Regions from separate parts of the Sus scrofa genome. Here regions 2 and 3 are each linked to region 1. Evidence: chromatin contacts called from public Hi-C data. All regions are on one chromosome and are shown on one strand. The core of a region is the stretch at or near the end of the contact, and the rest is flanking DNA. Distances in the headings are between cores, read along the strand shown.

Region 1 (5,164 bases), core at 1,590-4,089:
GGAACCATGAGGTTGCAGGTTCAATCCCTGGCCTTGCTCAGTGGGTTAAGGATCTGGAATTGCTGTGAGCTGCAGTGTAGGTCGAAGATGCGGCTCAGATCTTACATTGCTGTGGCTGCGGAGTAGGCCGGCAGCTGGAGCTCTGATTAGACCCCCAGCCTGGGAACCTCCACATGCCACTAGTGTAGCCCTAAAAAGCAAAAAAAAAAAAAAAAAAAAAAAAAAAAAAAAAGAAAGAAAGAAAGAAAGAAAATGGTAGGACTTCTTATAACAAAATGAAAGAAAAAAAGAAAATGGTAGGACTTACTATAACAAAACGAAATAAAGTTTCAATTTGAAGAGAAAAATATAATATTTTATTATTTACTTATTTATTTTGGCCACATCCAGGAATATGGAAGTTCCCAGGCCATGGATCAAATCCAAGCCACTGCTGCAATCTACACTACGGCTGTAGCAACACCAGATCCTTTAACCCACTGTGCTTGCCATGGATCAAACCCACACCTCAGCAGTGCCCAAGTCACTCTGATTGGATTCTTAACCCAATGTGCCATGGCAGGAACTCCCCAGGATAATACATATATATATTTTTTGTCTTTTTTGACTTTTCTAGGCCGCTCCCTCGGCATATTTACATTCCCAGGCTAGGGATCTAATCAGAGCTGTAGCCACTGGCCTACACCAGAGCCACAGCAACGTGGGATCCGAGCCTCATCTGCAACCTACACCACAGCTCATGGCAATGCTGGATCCTCAACCCACCAAGCAAGGCCAGGGATCGAACCCGCAACCTCATGGTTTCTAGTTGGATTCGTTAACCACTGCGCCATGATGGGAACTCCGCCCAGGATAATATTTTAAAATAAATTATTATAAAAAATATATTGTTGTTTGCGGGCAAAAGTGAAAATAAATGAATTCTAAAATCATTTAAGTTTATAGAATCCTGAGACTTTACCAAATGGTATTTGTAAAGTTCTTTGAAAGGATATGATTTAGAAACATATAATAGATAATAGAATGGGAGTTCCCGGGCTAGGGGTCGAATCAGAGCTATAGCTGCCGGCCTACACCACAGCAACGTGGGATCTGAGCCGCATCTTCAATCTACACCACAGCTCACAGCAATGCTGATCCCTAACACAGTGATGTCGAGGCCAGGGATTGAACCTGCGTTCTCACGGATTCTAGTCAGGATTGTTAACCACTGAACCACGAAGGAACTCCCATGGCTGGAACATTTAAAAATTTTATCATTGTTATTGTTCATCGGAGTTGAGGATTTAACACCAGGAACAACTGAAGTGAAGAGAAATACACAATTTATTGAGATTACACATTACCCAATGGCCACCAGTTTGAAGGAATTCGTTGGAAAAGTTCAAGGCGGTCGGCATGTCAAATCATCCCCAAAAGTGGACAGGGCTCACTTTTGGGGATAATGTTGCAACCATTTCTGAACATCAACAAAATTTTAGAAATTATGATAATAATTTTATCAGTGATTTGCTCAAAAATTTATATCACCTGAATAGTTTTATAATATAGCTTAGTTTATTTAGAGATAAAGCAGGAGTGGTGAAATATATTTTAAAATATTGGATCCGTGGAGTTCCCATTGTGGCGCAGTGATTAACGAATCCACTAGGAACCATGAGGTTGCGGGTTAGATCCCTGCCCTTGCTCAGTGGGCTAAGGATCCGGCGTGGCTGTGAGCTGTGGTGTAGGTTGCAGACACGGCTCGGATCCTGTGTTGCTGTGGCTCTGGGTAGGCTGGCAGCTATAGCTCTGGTTAGACCCCTAGCCTGGGAACCTCCATATGCCGAGGGAGCGGCCCAGAAATGGCATAAAGACAAAAAATAATAATAATAAAAAAATAAAATATTGGATCCGTGTGTTGTGTATTTCTCTCCTGGTTGTAAAATATTTTTAATAATACCTCTGCACACCTCATAGAGGTTCTGTAAGGAGTGTGAAGCTCTTAGACAACAGAAAGCCTAACTTTACTGTTTGACTATTTAGTGTTATCAAGTTTATCAATATGGCAAATTGCTGTGGACCATGACAAGGTGCATCTGTCTTGATCTGGGCCCCAAGGAACGTGCCTGGTCCGTGGATGAACTTTTTCTTTTTCCATTTGATTTGTTGTGTAGCCTCTGACATATCACGATCCTTTTCCCAGGGCCTCACTAAGGCAATGCTAGCAACGTTTACAGCAGCTCTAAGCAGCACTTCCCCTGGTTTCCTTTGTTGTCTTTGTGTCCAAGCTGCGGTTTGCAAGCTTCCTGCCCCAGCTGAAAGTTCTACTCACAGCAATGCCCCAGACGTGTCAGCGTTTCTGGAGAACCCAGATCTCTCCCATGCTCAGGCCAGGATGGATGGACAATGGAGGGAAAAGTCAAGAAGGAAACCTCTGATTCCCTTTAGCAGAAATTCTGGCATTGTGGGTCATCCTATCAGAGAGTAAATCTGTGGGGTTCTTTCTCTCCCTCTTCTTTAGTGAAAGAAACCGCCACCAATATCACAGTATCAAAGCATCGAGTGCCGTCTTTGTTAGAAGGCTGGGTGCTTGAGAAGTGACTTTTATTTATTTATTTATTTATTATTTATTTATTTTGCCTTTTTAGGGCCACAAATGAGGCATATGGAGGTTTCCAGGCTAGGGGTCTAATCGGAGCTGTAGCCGCCGGCCTAAGCCAGAACCACAGCAAGCCCAGACCGAGCTGCGTCTGCGACCTACATACACCACAGCTCACGGCAACACAGGATTCTTAACCCACTGAGTGAGGCCAGGAATCAAAGCTGCAACCTCATGGATTCGTTAACCACTGAGCCACAACGGGAACTCCCAGAAGTGACTTTTCAGGTCAGAAGGAAATAAAAGCCTTTTATGAACTGAAAGCTAAATAAGATGAATTGCTTCCAGACAGTGAAGGCCAGACAAAGAGGAAATGGGGGTGACGGCAGCAGGCCCGGGCTCTGCTCAGACCCCCAGGGGTGGCCAGATGTGGGACCGGAAATGACTGACCACCACAGGAGGGACCTGGGGAGCCCGAGCAAGAAGCACCTGGAGTGAGTTCTTATGGAGGTTGGATGATGTCCTAGAGGAACTTGTACCTGGGCAGGGAGGGCCCTGTCTTCCCCACAGAGAGGGCGCCTGTCCATGGGAATGTGTGAGACCTACAGGACCAACCCTGGGTGGCAACAAGAATCAGTAACACAAGTGGCCCAGCTCAGTTACACCTCCTGCCACTTGGGAACCTCTCACCACTTCCCACTTCAGGCTGGCAACAGCAAAGTGTGTGGCTTTGTTACTGCATGCACTTTGCAGAGTCAGGAGAATTCTGGATTGGGTAGTGGTGAATCACAAGTCACTGTGGGTTGTAATTTAGAGACTCTGAGACCACTGGGGCCCTTGTGAAAATTCAGAGTCCCAGGTTTCACCCCCAGTAAGCTTGGAGCAGGGCCTAGGAACCAGCAATGAACACAATCAGGCATTTCTGCTGCCACGTTTCTTTCTTTCTTTCTTTCTTTTTGGTCTTTTTAGGGCTGCACCCACGGCCTATGGAGGTTCCCAGGCTAGGAGTCAAATAAGACCTGTAGCCACAGGCTTATGCCACAGCCATGTTTCCATGTGTCTCTGTAGAGTCAATATTGCTTCCCAAGACTAAACCGCACTTCTGCTAATTCCTTTAGACATAGGCTGAATCCAGAAAGAGATGAGCAGGTGGGTTTACATAAAGACAACACTTTTTCTTTTCCCACTGTCCAACTTCCCAGCCAGCCTGAACTACAGGCAACCTGCCATATCTCTGCTTACAAGAACTCTCAGGGTCACACCAACCAGTCTTCTGTGTCAGGCTTTGTTCATGCAACTCTGACTTCTCTAACTTGGTCAAAAAGGAGGAAGTTCTCTAAGTGATTTACCACCCGGGTTCCACCAAGCCTCCCTCGTCCTCCTCTTGATTTCATTCAGGAGAATGTGGAGCCATCTGAACAAACTATTCTTTGGGGGCATTTTGCCTTCTGTCGCATTTAAGGCGTCCTTACCATTCTGAAGCTTGAACCTCCAAATCGAAACACCATGTGGAAAAAGAGTCTTCTCATGTTCCTTTTCTCTCTTCCAGTTCAAAAGGCTGCACTGGATTGTGAGAGGATGAGAAAAACAAATGGTAAGTTTCACTTACTTTACTCTTCTACTAAAGCTGTCTTCACCGAAGCAATGAGATGGTCAGCTTTAAGCATGACCATTCATGAATGGGTTTTTCTATGCTTTTTGATGAACAACCAAAGAGGTAAGTCTTTTCCATTACCTACTGCTCAAAACGAGGTGATTTTAGGGAGGGAGTTGAAGGATCTTTCCTGAGACTCAGAGACAAAATATTGAGACTGCTTTTTACAATGAAATGGTTCCTTCTCTGCTGTTTTCTTTTTTTCCTTTTTCTTTTTGCGTCTTTTTTGGGCCGCTCCCGCGGCACATGGAGGTTCCCAGGCTGGGGGTCCAATCGGAGCTATAGCTGCTGGCCTATGCACAGAAATGTCAGATCCCAGCCGTGTCTGTGACCTACACCACAGCTCAGGGCAACGCCGGGTCTGTAGCCCACCTAGCAAGGCCAGGGATCAAACCTGCGTCCTCTTGGATGCTAGGCAGATTTGTTTCTGCTGAGCCACGACAGGAACTCCTATGCTGTTTTCGTAATTAGAAAATAAAAAAACAATCATTGTAAAATAATTCAATCAACACTAACAATATATACTGGGAGGCATATTATCTCATAGAGTTAGCCTGTTGTGGTCCTAACCCTGGTTCTACCGTTTTCCAGCTGGCAGCCTGGGCACGTAAGGAAACCACTTTAAGCTTAATTTCTTTTTTTCAAAAATAAATTTTGGAGTTCCTGTCGTGGCGCAGCAGAAACAAATCCGACTAGGAACCATGAGGTTGTGGGTTCGATCCCCGGCCTCACTCAGTGGGTTAAGGATCTGGCGTTGCCCTGAGCTGTGGTGTAGGTCACAGATGCGGCTCAGATCTGGTGTTGGCTGTGGCTGTGGCCGGCGGGTACAGCTCCGATTGGACCCCTAGCCTGGGAACCTCCATGTGCCGGGGTGCAGCCCTAAAAAGACAAAAAAAAAGAAATTTTTACTGGAGTATAGTTGACTTAGA
Region 2 (5,164 bases), core at 1,104-3,603, 94 kb before region 1:
AGCCTGGGAGGAATTGTTCACCCTGCTTATTTCTAGGCAGGTGCACTGAAGCAGGGAAATGGCCTTAAGAAGCGTTTTCATATTTGACTTTCCATCTTTCTATATTGTTAGGATGGATACTGCCACAAATGCACATCGTGTTTGTCATTTAAAGTAATACAGAATGAAGAGGTGAAATAGAGGGGAAATGCAGAAATGGAGCCCATGACTCAGCCAAGGCTGGAGACAAAGGTCTGAACCGATTTTCTACTACTGCTCCTTGGACACCATCCCTTCAGCGTCCCACCCACACCGAGGTTTGGTCTTTAATCTCTCCAGCAAAATCAGCAGGAGAAAGAGAGAGAACCAGAGGAGGGGAAGAGTCAAGGTTCCTCCAGCTGTCACCACTTGATGCACAGGTCCTAGGTCTCCTTAAGTAGTTCCTTGTGACTTCAAATGTCACTGATGATAACTCTTTTTCATTCTGCAAAATTTCGAGCCTTAGAAAAGTTACAAGAAATAGTACAATGAACACTTGTATATTCTTCACCTAGATTCCCTAGCTGTTAATATTTTGCTCACGTGCTTTTTTTCTCTCTCTCTCTATAGTATTAATTTTCATCTTTGATGAATTGTTTGAAATTTAGGTACAGACATCATGACGCTTTATTCCTAATACTAGGAACGAGGACATCCTGCATAATCATGGTATATTATCACACTTGGGAAATTGATCATGGATGCTCTCCTAGTCTGATAGACATTCTACATGCAAATGTCTCCAACTGGCCCAATGTTGTCCATTAATAGCTCCTTCTTTTTTTGCTGCACCCACGGCATGCAGAAATTCCCACGCCAGAGACTGAACCCGTGCCACAGTAGTGACCGAGCCACAGCAGTGACAATGCCATCTCCTTAACCTGCTGAGTCACTAGGGAACTTCAAAACTACAATTACTTTCCATATGATACCTGAATTCTCCGCTGGATCCTTGTCCTAGAGATGTAATTTTCCATATCACCACTAGATGGCACTCTAGACAGTCCTTGTCCTTCAACAGCCCTTGTAAAAGGGCAATTTAAGGATTGTTTCAACAATAGGAGTCTTATTGTAAAGCACATGCTATTTAAAATACCTGTATATTGGGAGGAGGGATAAATCTACTATATAAAAATAGATAACCAACAAGTGTCTACTGTAAGTCACAGGGAACTATGCTTACCTTGTAATAACCTAGATTCTTACATTCTTCTGACATTCTTAATGGAAAGAATCTAAAAAAGAATCTAATATGTATCCGAATCACTTGGCTGTCCACCTGAAATTAACACCACATTGTAAATCAACTATATTTCAATAACAAGTAAAATAAAATAAAATCTCTATATGTTTATAAAAGTGGTGTCCTTTCAGGTGTGTCTTCCCATACATGATTTTTTTTCTTTTAGAGCCACACCTGTGGCATATGGAGGTTCCTAGGCTAGGGGTCGAATTCGAGCTATAGCTGCCAGCCTACAACACAGCCACAGCAATGTTGGATCCTTAACCCAATGTGTGAGGCCAGGGATCGAACCTGCATCCTCATGGATACTGGTCAGATTCGTTTCCGCTGAGCCACGATGGGAACTCCCCATATATAAGTCATAATTACCAGGGGAGGAGTTCCCGTTGTGGCACATCGGAAACAAATCCGACTAGGAACCATGAGGTTGTGGGTTCAATCCCTGGTCTCCCTCAGTGGGTTAAGGATCTGGTGTTGCTGCGGCTCTGGTGTAGGCTGGTGGCTACAGCTCTGATTAGACTCCTAGCCTGGGAAGGTCCATACGCTGCGGGTGTGGCCCTAAAAAGGACAAAAAGACAAAATAATAATAATAATAATAATTACTAGGGGATATTGTTCATGAGGATTCTGATTCAGTGGAACTGAAGGAGGTCCTAAGATTCTGCATCTCTAACAAGCTGCAGGGTGGTGGGTGGTTGGGATGCGGCTGGTTTGGGGGAACAGGAAGGAGCAGGGCTTAGAACAAGCATAGGAAAGAACCTATCTATTTACAATTAGACAACTTTTCTTTTTCTACCAGAATCTGCAATGCAGCTGTTCTCACCTCCTGCTCCCTCCTTCCCTCTCCCAAAGCCCTGTGGCGTCCTTGCTTCTGCAGCACAGGGCCGTTGCTCTAGCTCATCTCTCTGTCTGGAATCTCTTCCCCAGATGTCCTGCTTGGCTAACTTCATGCCTTTCCCCAAATCTCACTTCTGACCGAGACTCGCCCGACCACCCTGTTGAATATGGCCCCTCCCCGCCCTGCTTCCAGTCCTTTCCTCTCAACCCCACTGACTCTTTCCATAGTCCTCGCCACCCTGCACACACCATAGATAGGCTTGTTATATGAATCCCTTATTTCTGTCTCTCCCTGCTCAAATCCAAATTCCATGCGTGGAGGGATCTTTGTCTCTCTTCTTCTCCAATGTGCCCCAAGCACCTAGAACAGTATCTGGCACATAGTAGGTTCACACACACACTCACAATTTGTGCACCTCGGTGGAACTTCAAGGTGATGGAATCCAATCCCTTTATATGGTGGGCGAAGAAATGATACAGAAATGGCCAAGGCCCCCCGGACTATAGGTAGAATATCTTGCTTCGTCTAAATGAATATAACTTAAAAGCAGGACTTGTTTCTATCTGTTAAATTTTAAGCTATCATTTTGATTTTTATAATTTGTGTTAGGCCATTCCCCAAAAGGATCTGAAGCAGCTGACAAGATGAAATGTGATATAACACGGAGCAGCTAGGAATTAAAATGCAAGCGATACCATCTAGAGGAAGAGGGAGCTGACATTAACAGGCCCTTGACAGTAGTTAATTACCCTAATGGGGAATAGAATTTGGCTCGGAACGCTTTGGCAGCCGAGTTAAACGGGAAGCACGTGGGGCTGCAGAATGTTCGTTGTCTGTCCTAAGAAAGCCTGAGCACCGGGCAGGGACGCACTTCCAGGAGGAGTTGAGTACAAACACGGAACTCTGGGTGACATCCATTGAGCCCCCAACTGGCTAATGTTTACAAAAAACCCAAAGTCATTGTTGAAGAATGCGATCCTTTCATCTGGGCAGACTAAACATAACATGAAATCACCTGAGCGCACTATGGTTCAAGGGAATTCTTGTCTGATGCTCTACCTGAAAATACGGATGAGAGCTTAGAAAAATCTAGAAGACAACGTAGATAAACCTGTCAAGGAACGTTGTTTACAAATATCTGCTATCTCAGATCTTAGACAAACACTGAGTCACAGGCAATTCGTGGGTTGCATTTTCATATGTTCCATATTTATCGAGTTTCTAGCTGTAAGTGTAATTCTCTAACAAAACATTAGAAATCAACTACACTCCAATATGAAATGAAAATTAAATGTAATTCTCGTTCCTTTATCCCTAGACAGCCCCCTGCCCCACCCCCCAAGCTCAGCTAGACCGAGGGCAGAAAGAACAGGAGGGGAAGTCATGTCTGTTTCTTTTTTTCTTTTTTCTTTTTTTGCTTTTGAGGGCCACACCCATGGCACATGAAGTTTCCCAGGCTAGGGGTTGAATCCGAGCTACAGCTGCTGGTCTATACCACAGCCACAGCAACATGGAATCCGAGCCTTGTCTGCAAACTACACCACAGCTTGGGGCAAGACCAAATGTTTAACCTGCTGAGCAAGGCCAGGGATAGAACCTGCAACCTCATGGTTCCTAGTCGGATTCGTTTCTGCTGTGCCACCACAGGAACTCCTCGTCTAGTTCTTCAAATTGCCTAAAGTATTTGCTAGGGTGTATTCTGTATCCGAAAGAGAGAGACGGCACATCCAGCAAAGTCACCTCTTCTGGCCACTGGGAATTATCCTTCATGATTAAGCAGGGATTATTGCTGTATTTTCTGCAGATGCTTTTTTAAAAAAACGGTTCTTTTACAAAGTCTCTGAATATCCTGTGACTACTAGCCAATTTATTTTAATAAATGATGATACATTTTTCTTATACACCTCTTTAAAAAAATATGTAAGGATTTCCCAAGGCATTTTATTCTGCCCGATGCAATTAAAATTGCTTAGGAGTTCCCTTGTGGTTTGGTGGGTTAAGGATCTAGCATAGTCGCTGCAGTGGCTCAGATCACTGCTGTGGTGTGGTTTTGACTCCTGGACTGGGAATTTTTATATGCTGCAGGTGCAGCCAAAAAAACTACTTTTTTCATTTTTATTGATGAAATACAACACAGAATTTGTTGGGTATTATTTCATGTGCTTTTTGGTCATTTGCATATCTTTTTTGGAAGTATCTATTCATGTTCTTTGCCAATTTTAGTATTGGGTGATTTTAGGAGTTCTCTATATAGTCTAGATATGAATCCCTTATCAGATATATGATTTTCAAATATTTTAAGATATTTATCAAGGCATTTTTTTCAGTCTAGTTAACTGTGGCCATGTCTTCAAGGGAGCCCCACTGAGTCCTCTTCTGCCCATCACAGACGTATCACACATGGAATGTTCTTTCTCCACCCAGCATTGGTTCTGCCACACCGACAGCCCTTGGCTGTGAGAGGGCCCAGGGCTTGAGCTGGCAGTAGGTCAATGTTGGCCGCCTGGTGCTGGATTCTATTCCAATCAAACCCTGGGCTTTTGCTGGGATGGCCTGGATTCCACTGCTTCAACTACCTGCATCAGCTGTTTCCATCTTGGAAGAAGAGACCAGATTGGGTTTGCCAATGGGCCAGCTGTGTGCAGAGTGTGGTGGGGAGGGCTGCCATCCTTGAGGACTGGGAGGCCTCTAACCAGCTTTTGGTCTGTGCTGGTCATTGGTGGGCTCCTGTTTCTTCAAGGTGGCTGCCTAGAGAGGCATCTTCCACAAGCCATGGAACATGCAGAGTGCTGCACAAACCCACGGCTCATTGTTTGTTGAATAAATGCTGATAAGCAAAGGTGACGTGTTGGGCCGTTTGGAATCATGCTGCCTTGATGTTCACTTTTTGATTTAAACATCACATCCCCATATGCCAACACCTCCCACAAAACAGAGAGAAGCACCTGTGTTGGTCTTGGCACAGATCTGTTCAAGGGCAGGGCCGGGGCATTTTTGTCCTCTGCTGTGCGTTGCACGTGTTTGTGGGTGTGCATGCGTGTGTGGGCGAGCACAGGCATGCGTGT
Region 3 (5,164 bases), core at 1,684-4,183, 78 kb before region 1:
AAGTTCTGCTGTACAGCAAAGTAACTTGGCTACGCATAGACGTACATTCTTTTTTTCACATGATCCTCCATCATGTTGCATCACAAGTGACCAGACATACTTCCTTGGGCTCTATATACAGCAGAATGGTCTTTGCAAAACTTGAATCTGGACCTCTGCCCTTCTTTTCCTCATCCCCATCAGCCAAGGGGCAGCTTCCTAAGTCCTCTCCTCCCTACAGAATGAAACCTCATCAGAGGTGATGGAGCCCGTCACAAGCAAGCCCCGATTTCTTTCCCCTGTCACCGTCACCCTTGTCTGCTCCTATTCTGAGCTGCCGGGAACTGCTCCATCCCTCACGCCTCTGCCCTGCTGATCTCTCTACCTGGATGCTGTGCTGCTGTACGGGCTCATTCTAAATGACCCCTCCTTGGCGAAGAGACAGCTAACCAGGCAGAAGGAAGTGCCCCGCTGTTTCCAGGGTCTCGGAGGAGCTGTTATCACTTTGCTTTCTCATCCATGATCGGAAATCTGATTCCCTCACAGGGTCAAAGACCTTGAGCGCCCCCTGCAACAGAGGGTCTTGTGTGCGAGGGTACCTGTCGGATGCTTCACTTCTCCAGGCCTCCCCGGCCCCCCCTCCCCCACCCCCCCATCTGCCTCGCTTTCCAAGGACCTAGACCCTGGAGGAAAGAGGGACTTTGCGAGCCTGGAGCTGAGTACCCTGGACTCCCGATCCAGTGTGGGGTTTCCAGGCTCTCCCTTCACACGCGGGCTGAGCGGTCATGATGGAGACAGTGGGAGAGAATCTCAAGATCGCAACTGGCCTGGACACCTGGCTAACCTGAGGACCAGGCTAGTCAGAGGAGCCGGGGCTCCTGGTCTAAAAGAGATGGTGGAATTGGTGGGGCTGCGGAACCGGGGTGAGTCTGAAAATATTTCACTGTTCGATGGAGTATTTTTTTAAAATAATGCATAGGAAATGTGTACTTACAGAATATCTGTTTTCCACTAAATCTGCAAAACAAAAGAAATCATGGAGGTGAGCAATACCAAGAGCACATGTTAGGCTTCTCTACCCCAACGTCTTGGCAGGGGGTGTGGATCAGTCTGAACAGAAGGGAAGGAGGGAGGGGGTGGTGGTGCAGGAGATGCCAGACCCTCAAGCTCACTGGGTACTCTCCCAGTACGACTCCTTTACCCACAGACAGCTGCCCCGGGGCCCTGTAGCTCCACATGACAAACGTATAAAATCCCTGGCAGTTTGACATTTGACTTTTTTTGTGTGTGTCTTTTTAGGGCCGTGCCTGAGGCACATGTTGGTTCCCAGGCTAGGGGTCCAATCGGAGCTATAGCTGCTGGCCTACGCCACAGCCTCAGCAACACCAGATCTGAGCTGCGTCTTCGACCTACACCACAGCTCACGGCAATACCGGATCCTGAACCCACTCAGTGAGGCCAGGGATCGAACCCGCAACCTCATGGTTCATAGTCGGATTCATTTCCGCTGTGCCACGGGAACTCCGACATTTGACGCTTTAAACCGTTTGTGAAAAGAATGAATAGCGCATGTTATTTTGGGAAAAAAAACAAAAACCAAAAAACAAAACCCTGAGAACTACAGAAACATAGAAAGCAGGTAAATATTAACTCTGGTTCCACTGTTGACTAAAATGTCTTCCAGTCATTTTCCACTAAGTGTAGGGGGCTTCTTGGGGGGGGGTAGTTATAATTATAGTCTGCCATTTTATAGTCTTTCTTTTTCACGTAATGTGAAACATATATATATATGTTTTAGCTGCACCCATGGCACATAGAACTTCCTGGGCCAGGGATTGAACCTCTGCCACAGTGGCAACCCCTAGCTGCTGCAGTGACAACACTGGATCCTTAACCTGCTGAGCCACATGGCAACTCCAGACATAATGTGATTTTATAAACATTTCCTGGTACCTTCTTTGTTTTGGAGTTTTTTTGTTTGTTTTTTTCCTGGTACCTTCTTAAACATAATGTTCTGGTGGCTGTGTAACCATCATTCCAGGGATACGCAGTTATTTACTTAACCAGTTCCTTACTTTTAAAAATTTAGGTTCTTTCCAAGGTTTTGCTATTGTAAATAATGCTGCCAGGATCCTCTTTGGGAATAAAGCTATTTCCATACTTCCTATCGGTTTGTCTCTTCCCAGGAGTTGGGGAGTGGGGTCAGTGGAGAAGGCAGAAACAGGGCCAATGCCCTTGGCACCTGTGGTCCAGGTGCTGCCTGAAGAACGGGCCGCCACATCCCTTTCCCCCGGGGAGCCTCGTCTCAGCTACCCAGAGACCACACTGTCCCCAGGCTGGAGCCCACACTGGGACTGGCCGCCCTGCCAGAAGGCGATGCCAAGCATGCCCGGAAGAGGGTGAGAAAGACCAATGAGAAGAGGGGACACTGCGTTGAAGGTGAGCGACCCACCTGCATTGGTTAGAGATGGTTTTCACTGCAAGAGGCAAGAGGGGGATGATCTGCCCTTTGCACAGGACCCGGCCTCGCTAACTAACGGCAGAGTTTCTGAAGGGGGAGTGGCCTGTGTATCGGGGCTGATTCCCCAAATGGCCCATATGGACAAGGCTCTGAGCACAGAAGCCTGGGGAAGGCCTGGGAGGAGGTGCGGCCATTCTTGAAGGGGAGGGAGAGCACCAGCACCCCCCCTCCCCACAGCCACTCCTCAGTCTTCCTCGAGAGAGGCCACCCAAGGGGCCCCAGTTTCCACGCCCGCCCCCCGTCCAAGCTCTAACCCGGTCCCTTCTGAATCTTGGGCAGTCTCAGGGCCCAACTGTCACAACGGGAGTCACAACCTTCTGTTTCTTTCTCTAACTTAAAAATATCCTGTTTCCACCAGTCCACTTCCCCCTCAAACCCTGTCTTATCACAGCCCCATTGTGCGTCTCCTCCAGAGGGAACAGGGCCAGAAGTTCCTAAGGGGCCCCCTTCTGTCCTGGCTGAGCCAGAGGCAGGCGTCAAAGGCCAAATGGATGAATCAGCCCGACCAAGAAATTGAGCCATTGTGTAAACTTCCACACATTGAGTGAGGCCGTGGGCAGCACCCCACCCCCCAACCCAAATCTGACCTGGGAGGACCCAAAGGATCCCATGCTTCCCGCTCCCCTAAAGTCCCGAGGGGCTCTGGAGTCAGACAAAGAGGACAAGAGCCTCAAGCTGCACTTCCTAAAGCAGCCCAGACACCCAATACGAAAACTGGAGCGCGCTGATAACACTGATTGAGGACCCAGTTCTGCACGCTTGTTGTCCTGTTGCTTCGCGGTACTAGAGTCTGGTGGGTAACACCCCGTTTTTTCCGTGGAGCAGGTTTTATCCGCCTGCACTCTGAGGTTGGAGACGCCCCCTGCGGGCCGGGCCTGCTCTGGGCCTCAGAGGACTGGTTGGGATGGGCCCTCGAGTGCTCCAGAGTGGACATGGCCTGGGGGCCCTCTGTTCTTCAGTCCCTTCTCCATGATTAGCCGCTCTTGGCACACGGCATTTCTGCTCCTTTAAGAAGCATCCTGGAAGTCTGAATTCCAGGCAAAGTGGAAGCAGAAGAGGGAGGCTGAGTGAGGCAGGAGGGTCCTGTCTAGCCGGAAAGACACAGGTTAGTGTCTGCAGCAGGACTCGGCATCTCTTCCCAGAGCCATCAGCCCTCAAGTGGGATGTGCCCAGGACACCTCCAAGGTGGCCGCAGGGCCTCTAGAGAGGAAATCCAGCTTTCGTCTTAGAGGAGTCACAGGAAGTGAGGTCCTCCAAACCAGAGTTTCTTGTTGCTGGTGCCACTGACATTCTGGGCTGGAAAATCCTTTGTCATGGGGCCTGTCCTGTGCATTGTAAGATGTTCAGCAGCATCCCGGGCCCTCCAAATTATGACAATGAAAAATGTCCCCAGATGTTGCCAAATGTCCCTGCGTTGAGAACCACTGCTCTCGGCTGTGAAAATCTTATCCCAGACCTGAGTTCTTTCATGCGGAAGAACTCGACGGCATTGCTCATTAATTATAATATATCGCTTTGCCCTTCTGTCTTAAAAACTGCTGTAAATAGATATGTCCACAAGCTATGCTTTGGATGAACTGCAAAGCATCTTATAAAGTACTTTGAGGATAAGCTGGAGCGCTGCAAAACCGTCAAGGGTGGAATCAGAGTAAAGATCCACATTGCTGGCTAGCCAGGCATTCCAGTTCACACAGGCTGAGAGAACTGAAGACACCACGGGTTACCACGCATTTACGGAGAGGCTCTCTCCCCAGCTACAGTTTATCTCTTTTAGTTCCTGTCACTAGGAGGACAAGGAGGAGGAAAAGAAAATCAAAACTTCCCTTGGCTTAGTCCACACCAGTCAGAGGAGGAAGAGGTGGGGGTGGCTTTTGAACCCCAGGGCGGCTCTTAACCCAGAGCACCAGGCTATGAACAAACCCTGGGAAAATGCCTCCGTCTAAACCAGGAGAACTCAGCTAAGTAACAGATTATCCCGCAGAAGGTCTGAGACCACGGGGATGGGAGTGAACTGATTCTAGTCAGGCGCTGAGAGAAGAGTACCAGGCCGTAAGCTGGACTGCTTTCCTTCCATGCTCCGCTTCTTAGGAGCAGCTACATGACTGATAAATAAGGGACATAAAAACAGACCCATTTTTCCATTTCTGGTCGGCCAAATCATTAACTGGGACTAAAGCTTCTATTGCTGACTGGGGTTTGCAAATCCTAACCTCATGCAAACAACTGAAAAGGGAATAAGAACTTTAAAAAACTTTACGTGTGAGGTTCCCTCTGTGACGCAACAGGACGGGTGCCATGGGTCTCAGCTGGGACTCGGATCTGATCCCTGGCCCAGGAATTCCATCTGCAGCAGGGCAGCCAAAAAAGAAAAACCAAACCAACCCTCAAGTGCTAAACTTGTGGATCTAAAAGATGAGGAAATTATCAGCTTTTTCTCCATTTCCCTAAGAAAGCTGAAACTTAATGAGAGGCCATATCTCATTGTGTACCCATTCTGGCTATGTCCTGGGCCTCAACTCTCTTTTCCTTAGGCCAAGCTCAATTTGGTCTTTCTCTGATCGTCCTTGTAGTTCAGAGAAGCCCTCTTCTTTTCTCCCTAATAAGCAGGGAATATGCAGCAAAAACAAACAAACAAACAAAAGAAAACAGATTATGGCTGGAAAG

What was found. Hi-C and Micro-C count contacts between places; a contact is called where the count stands out from the background.
Region 2: a Hi-C map of retroperitoneal adipose tissue shows a contact between it and region 1, with 2.1 times the contacts expected there. The contact joins the enhancer-like site here to the promoter of MILR1 in region 1. A contact is called at or near these places in 5 of 5 promoter capture datasets (fetal liver, fetal skeletal muscle, liver and 1 more), 34 of 47 Hi-C or Micro-C datasets (adipose tissue, blood, brain and 16 more) and 2 of 2 datasets of contacts at active chromatin or transcription factors (alveolar macrophages and skeletal muscle).
Region 3: a Hi-C map of liver shows a contact between it and region 1, with 1.5 times the contacts expected there. The contact joins the enhancer-like site here to the promoter of MILR1 in region 1. A contact is called at or near these places in 4 of 5 promoter capture datasets (fetal liver, fetal skeletal muscle and liver), 26 of 47 Hi-C or Micro-C datasets (adipose tissue, blood, brain and 13 more) and 2 of 2 datasets of contacts at active chromatin or transcription factors (alveolar macrophages and skeletal muscle).

The regions. Positions count from the first base shown.
Region 1 is chr12:14,635,621-14,640,784 of Sscrofa11.1, reverse strand. It overlaps MILR1 (allergin-1), which reads left to right and starts at 2,839. Exons shown (of 9, transcript XM_021066766.1): 1 at 2,839-4,175. The coding sequence starts at 4,088.
Region 2 is chr12:14,729,215-14,734,378 of Sscrofa11.1, reverse strand. The region is part of intron 1 of LOC106505408 (a long non-coding RNA gene); the gene reads right to left. Among named protein-coding and RNA genes, the nearest start is that of TEX2, 33 kb to the left of the region's middle. Within about 2 kb of position 2,353, at least 1 of the 83 cell types and tissues checked has an H3K27ac peak or open chromatin away from gene starts, as enhancers often do. A contact at or near this core is called in retroperitoneal adipose tissue, where this site is marked.
Region 3 is chr12:14,713,475-14,718,638 of Sscrofa11.1, reverse strand. It overlaps PECAM1 (platelet and endothelial cell adhesion molecule 1), which reads right to left. Exons shown (of 16, transcript NM_213907.1): 15 at 974-996. LOC110255989 (a long non-coding RNA gene) reads left to right here. Exons shown (of 3, transcript XR_002337063.1): 3 at 221-429. Among named protein-coding and RNA genes, the nearest start is that of PECAM1, 48 kb to the right of the region's middle. Within about 2 kb of position 2,933, at least 18 of the 83 cell types and tissues checked have an H3K27ac peak or open chromatin away from gene starts, as enhancers often do. A contact at or near this core is called in adipose tissue, fetal liver, fetal skeletal muscle and 6 more, where this site is marked.